2 separate regions of the Triticum aestivum genome follow, and region 2 is linked to region 1. The links are chromatin contacts, called in public Hi-C maps. All regions are on one chromosome and are shown on one strand. Each heading gives the region's core, a stretch centred on a gene start, on an enhancer-like site or on the middle of the called end of the contact. The rest is flanking DNA. Distances are from core to core; before and after follow the strand shown.

The links. A called contact is a pair of places that touch in the nucleus more often than the background predicts.
Region 2: a contact with region 1 is called in a Hi-C map of leaf, with 3 times the contacts expected there. The contact joins the promoter of LOC123043684 here to the promoter of LOC123043682 in region 1. A contact is called at or near these places in 3 of 5 Hi-C or Micro-C datasets (all in leaf) and 1 of 1 datasets of contacts at active chromatin or transcription factors (leaf).

The regions. Positions count from the first base shown.
Region 1 is chr2B:97,154,763-97,157,498 of IWGSC CS RefSeq v2.1, reverse strand. It overlaps LOC123043682 (cytochrome b-c1 complex subunit 10, mitochondrial), which reads right to left and starts at 1,399. Exons shown (of 2, transcript XM_044466206.1): 1 at 1,143-1,399. The coding sequence starts at 1,271. It overlaps LOC123043681 (probable tRNA (guanine(26)-N(2))-dimethyltransferase 1), which reads right to left. Exons shown (of 14, transcript XR_006419487.1): 14 at 2,730-2,736.
Region 2 is chr2B:97,304,302-97,307,037 of IWGSC CS RefSeq v2.1, reverse strand. It overlaps LOC123043684 (B3 domain-containing protein Os07g0679700), which reads right to left and starts at 1,327. Exons shown (of 12, transcript XM_044466207.1): 1 at 823-1,327; 2 at 1-45. The coding sequence starts at 959.

The DNA of each region.
Region 1 (2,736 bases), core at 150-2,649:
TACTCCCTCCGTTCCGAATTACTTGTCTTAGATTTGTCTAGATACGGAGGTATCTAGCACTAAAATAAGTCTAGATACATCCGTATCTAGACAAATCCAAGACAAGTAATTCGGAACGGAGGGAGTAGATACTAAGTTCATAGCAGTGTAAGCATACATGACAGTATTAAAAAAATTACACATACATGCTCCAAATTTTCATGCATAACAGTCAGAAATAATGGAATACGCCAGAAAACATATTCAACAGAAGTGCCTTTTTAGAGAGGATCTACATTGATCATGTTTGAGACCTTCCAGGAGCTATTAGGCAGAATGCACATCTTAGTTATGTGAAGCTAAAGGCAAAGAAATCAAGCTGCCTCGGCAGAAACTATCAGGAGGAAGTGAAAGTTAATTCATGTCACCAAGATTGAACAATTAAAACTATATACTATTACCTATCAAAATTTTGCAAAACCGGAACTGTACTTTGCATCCAGGTTCTGTTACACTGCATAAGTGTTCTAACCAGTACTCCCACCGTCCGGAATTACTCGTCGCAGAAATGGATGTATGTTAGACATATTTTTAGTTCTAGATACATCCATTTCTGTGACAAGTAATTCAGGGCGGAGGGAGTAGAAGTGTGCCCTGTGCTAAACTTGCTTGTCAAATACTATCATGTTAGCATGATGTAGATAGGGCCATAGCTACTTCAGCATTTGCCTTGAACTATTTATTGCAGCACGTTCCTATCACCAAGGCACCTTGACAAACAGGGGTTCGCCAGAATAAATCTGTTGCCATCACATAATCACTTCGGTCTTCTCCTTCACCGTATACAATCCCAACGGAGCACTATTAAGATCCAAACAACAATTTTGACCACGTAATAAACTTCAGATAATCCCTCCCAGATCACACCATCGCAGCTCAGATCGCCGGGCCCGAAGACCGACCCAGCACGCCGCAGATCTAGGCCAACAACAAGCAGCTACACAGGCATGGCAAGATCGGATCTGGAGAAACCAAACCCTAACACCGATATGACAAACTACCCACGGATCGAGCGGCGGATGCGAGATGAAGCAAGGCTCAAAAGTGGCGGACGGTGGGTGCAATCGAAGGCGTAATCGCTAATTGACGGTTTTAACACGGACCTGGACGAGGTAGATGGCGGCGCTGCCGGCGAAGATGCCCCAGGTGGCGAGGGCGGTGACGTCCGTGGGCTGGATGCGGCGGGAGGAGAGGAAGCGGGAGAGGGTGGAGCTGGACGCCGGGAGAGCCATCGCCGCCGTTGATTCGCGTCTCGTTGCTTTTCTCTCTCTCTCTTCTCGGGGGCAGGTGAGGAAATTGGGCGAGAGGAAGGAGAAGACTTGTTAAAGTGCTTCCTGTGCGTTCTGATGGGCCTATTCAGAGACAAGGGAGGAAGGTGAATGGGCCCAGTCCATCTCATGGGCCTAAAATCGTATCTAGCCTCTTCGGCCATGAGGCCCAAACCATTCCACGCTGTCAAAGATTGGTGGAATGACGTCATTCACATCCATGGACACCCGTGCAAAGCATTGGCATCCCTCTTTTTTACATGGAAAATCTGCAACAAGAGGAAGGCAAGGGTGTTCCAGAATGTGTACGCTCCACCGATGCCTATCCTCGCCAAAATCCGCCGAGAGGCTGCTCATTGGGCCATCGCCGGCGCGAAACATTTCAACGCAATCATGATGACACGAGAGTAGTTCTTTTAAGGCCATTTTGGTGCCCTCGGGCGTGTGTTCTAACTTTTAAAGCTTCTTCTCAATTAATGAAACGCGGAAAAACCTTTTGCCCATGTTTCATTTTTTTTCTTTTTGGCTGAAAGAGGTCTGCAAAGCTATATCTGACGACACAACTTATAGTGAGAGACAACGGGCATGGCAAGAAAATACATTGGTGGGCGTGATAAAAGTTATGCTTTCCCAACAATAAATCTGGTATGAGGTCTTGAGATTTTTTTTTGTGGGCGAAGGTATCGAGATATTCACTCTTTTAACTTGGCAATGCTTGCTAAGCAAGTGTGGCGCTTGTTTGGAATCACCTGATTCCTTGTGTGCTCAAATTCCTCGGGCAAATGGATAGTTGCCGAGCACTAAACCAAAGAAGGGCTCTTCCTTCGCCTAGCAAAGCTTATTTGTAGGAATACAAACTTCATAAAGTTTGATCAAATTTATACTTAAAAATATCAACATCCATAATATTAAATATATACAATATAAAAAATAATTTCATGATGCATTACATTTATTTGATATGATGAATGTTGATATTTTTTCCTGTAATTTTGACTTGAGAGAAAACTTATATGCAGAGTAAAAGGAAACAAAGGGAGCATTTGGAGAGTGGACAATGGTGAGAGCATTAACCTTTTCGTGAATTAACCAACACCGCTCGTATTTTACATTTGCTACTTCCTCCTCTTTGCCACGGTGTTTCCTTGCATCATATACCCTATTTGTGCTCTCACTACTGTGCGGCATAGATGGCTGGCCATTCATTCACTTGACAGGAAAACTCAGCAGGATGAGCTCGAAGGAGACCCAAGAACAATGTCATACTTACAGAGTAGGCATTATTAGTTATTGTGATGGATCATGCCCATTCGACCAACCTCTTCATGGGCCTCTGGTTCAGCGAGGTGGTTAAGGTTCACATTCTAGGATCAGCAGAAACTTGTCGCACAGGGGAGCAGGCATGGGCACGGCTGTAGATTATAGTTTT
Region 2 (2,736 bases), core at 78-2,577, 150 kb before region 1:
TTTTGGTGGAATATATCGCAGAAGACAAACTGCTCGAACGCCAACCTGAGCGCAGAAGAAATGATATGGTAAATATCGACAGGTCCAGAAAATTGAACTGTAAATTGGTAGTAACAGTAATTTCCTATGTTGCAGGAAAAACAATCTTCAAATACTACTAGATTAAACATGTTTCTCCCGTCATCATCGAAAACGAACCGCAAGAGAACTTCCATTGTCACAACACCTAATAGTTACTGTCAAGCAAGCAGCAAGTCTGAGTCAACCATACAGGCCACAGAGGTGACTTTCACCAAGCAGCAGGCAATGTTTCCTCAAGCAAGCACCAACTCTGAGTCAACCATACAAGACACAGAGGTGACTCTTACCAATTCGGTCACAACTCATAAGCATAGAGGATCGATTTCCACAATTAAGCTGCTGCAAGCAATTTTTGGGTCGGCCCTGAGTAACTGAACGATTACACAAAATCTGAATTCAACATGAGCTCTACGCAATCAGGTAGTACTAACTATCTGTTCTATGTCGCTGGTAGGTATCCACGCAGGCTACAGCGAAGTCAACTCCGCTTTTCTGAAAAACTGCTGCTACACACGCGCAAGACAAAAAGGAAATCCACAGATTGCCCAACCGCAACAAGGAACAAAACATCGTCTGCCCGAGAGGAAAAGGCGCGGGGGGCAAAGGCAGAGCATCGAGACGAATCGATTCGTCCAGCCGACGAGCTAGCCAGCGAGCCAGCCATCCCGTTCGGAACAGAGCAGAGCACGCACGCGCAGAGAGAGCAGGCGCGGTGGAAGGGAGGGAGGGAGGGAGGCGTACCCGCACTTGTCGCAGAGCACGGCGAAGCCGCCGGATCGCAGCGGCCAGCCCTTCCTCCAGTCCCCCGCCCCCGGGGCCGGCGCGCCGCACGCCGCGTTCATGCACCTCGCCGCCGCCGCGGCGCCCATCCCCGCCATGGCCGCCCGCTCCGCTCCGTCGCGCGCGGAAGAGTCCGCCGCCCTCCCTCTCCGATCAGGCTGCTGCTGCTGCTTGCCCCCGCCGAAAAGGGAAAGCTGAGTCCACCTCGGCCCACCGCATCACCCACCCGCCCCCGCCCGAGATACGGAGGGAGAGAGGGAGGGAGGGGGGCTGCGCGCGGTGGGGGAGGCGTAGTTTTCCGCTGGATGTGGAGAGAGCAACCGACGCACGCACGAACGGGCGGGCGATCGGTGGCGACTGGCGCATGCGGTGCGGTGCGGATGCGGGGAAGCCAAGGGAGGGAGGGAAGGACAACGACGAGATGGGGGATGCCGGAGCTGCCTGCAAGCAGTACTCCTACTACTACACTACTACGAAAAGCAGATTGAGGAAGGAAATCCTTTTTCCTCCGTAAAATAAAGCCAGCTGAAAGCAACGGCCGGGATTTTTTAGGGGCGAGGCGAGCGAGCGTGGCTTTTTGTTCCTGTGCGTGCGTGCGTGCGTGCGTGCATGCACGACATGCCGTGCTTTTTCTATGGTTTCCGCCCCGCTGGCTGGCCGGCCGGCAGTTGTGCTGGCTGTTGCGCTGCGTTGCTCCCCTCCACGACGTCGGCTCGGCTGCGGCTCGCAGTCATGGGCGCACATGCCAATCGGCGGTGACCAGTCGTCAGGCCTACTACTACTATCACAGCCAGGCCAGGCCTTCACTCGTTCATTTCTCTATTGGTAGGAGTAGAAATGAGAGGAGGCACATGCTTTTGCGCATGCCTGACGGGGCACAGGGCTCGGTTTAGTTTATGGCGGATTGTTCTCCCGGAAGAAAACAAAAAGGAGACGATGAACTGCATGCGTGTCTGTGCCTCTGCCTCTGTGCTCTCTGCGCTGCGCTGCACCGAATTCAATGCGAGCGAGGAATTTTAGAATGCCAGCCAGTCCAGACGCCGGCCCGCCCGCCGGCCTTCAATGCCTCCGGCTCCGGCGCCGGCAGGCGGCCTGTGACGTCGCCTTCAGTCGGTGCGGCCGAGTAAACGCCGCACGCACGTTTCCAGCCGGCCGCGAGCGCCTCCTCTCATGAAGTGCACAGCCGCTCCGGCGCGGCACACGCGCGCACGCATCAAAGAGCTCACCTCGCAGCGAGCGAACACAGGGCAGAGAAAACGCAGCACAGGGAGAGGGAATTGAAGGCGCTCGCGGTGGCCCGGCCGGCCGGCGGGGCCCGCGCGGTGGCCGTCGCCGATGATCGGGGCAGAGGACGTGGCTCGCCGCGACGTGGACCGGTGGGGCTCGCAGTTTCCCGCGACGTCACGTGAGCACTGCGATCCCCCGCGCGCGCACGTTGCGCCTGTTGCCTACGTCGCGCGCATGCCTGGACGAGATGCTGGCGTCTACATGCACGCATGCTGCCGTCGGCCTCCGGCGGCTGACGCGTGGGACCCGGCGCGTCGACGTCGGGCTGTACGACCGGTGAGGTGGACGTAGAGTACGAGCGGAGCAGTGGTAGTACGTGCTACGTAGCCAGCGTCTCCGTGGCCACGAGGTGAGCGCGGCTACGTGCACCCGCCCGACATGGCGCACATCGCCGACGGCGACGGCCCGGGCGCACGGGCGCCGCGCCGGGGCCCGCGTGGAGGCGACCGGCGACTGTTCTCCTTTTTCCGGCGACGGCGACCGTTGCGTTGCGTTGGCGGGACGAGTGGAGAAACGAGGAGCGCGCATCGGGAAGGAACGGAAAACGGGGCACTGTGAATACGTGACGTACTATTATATTCTCGTGGC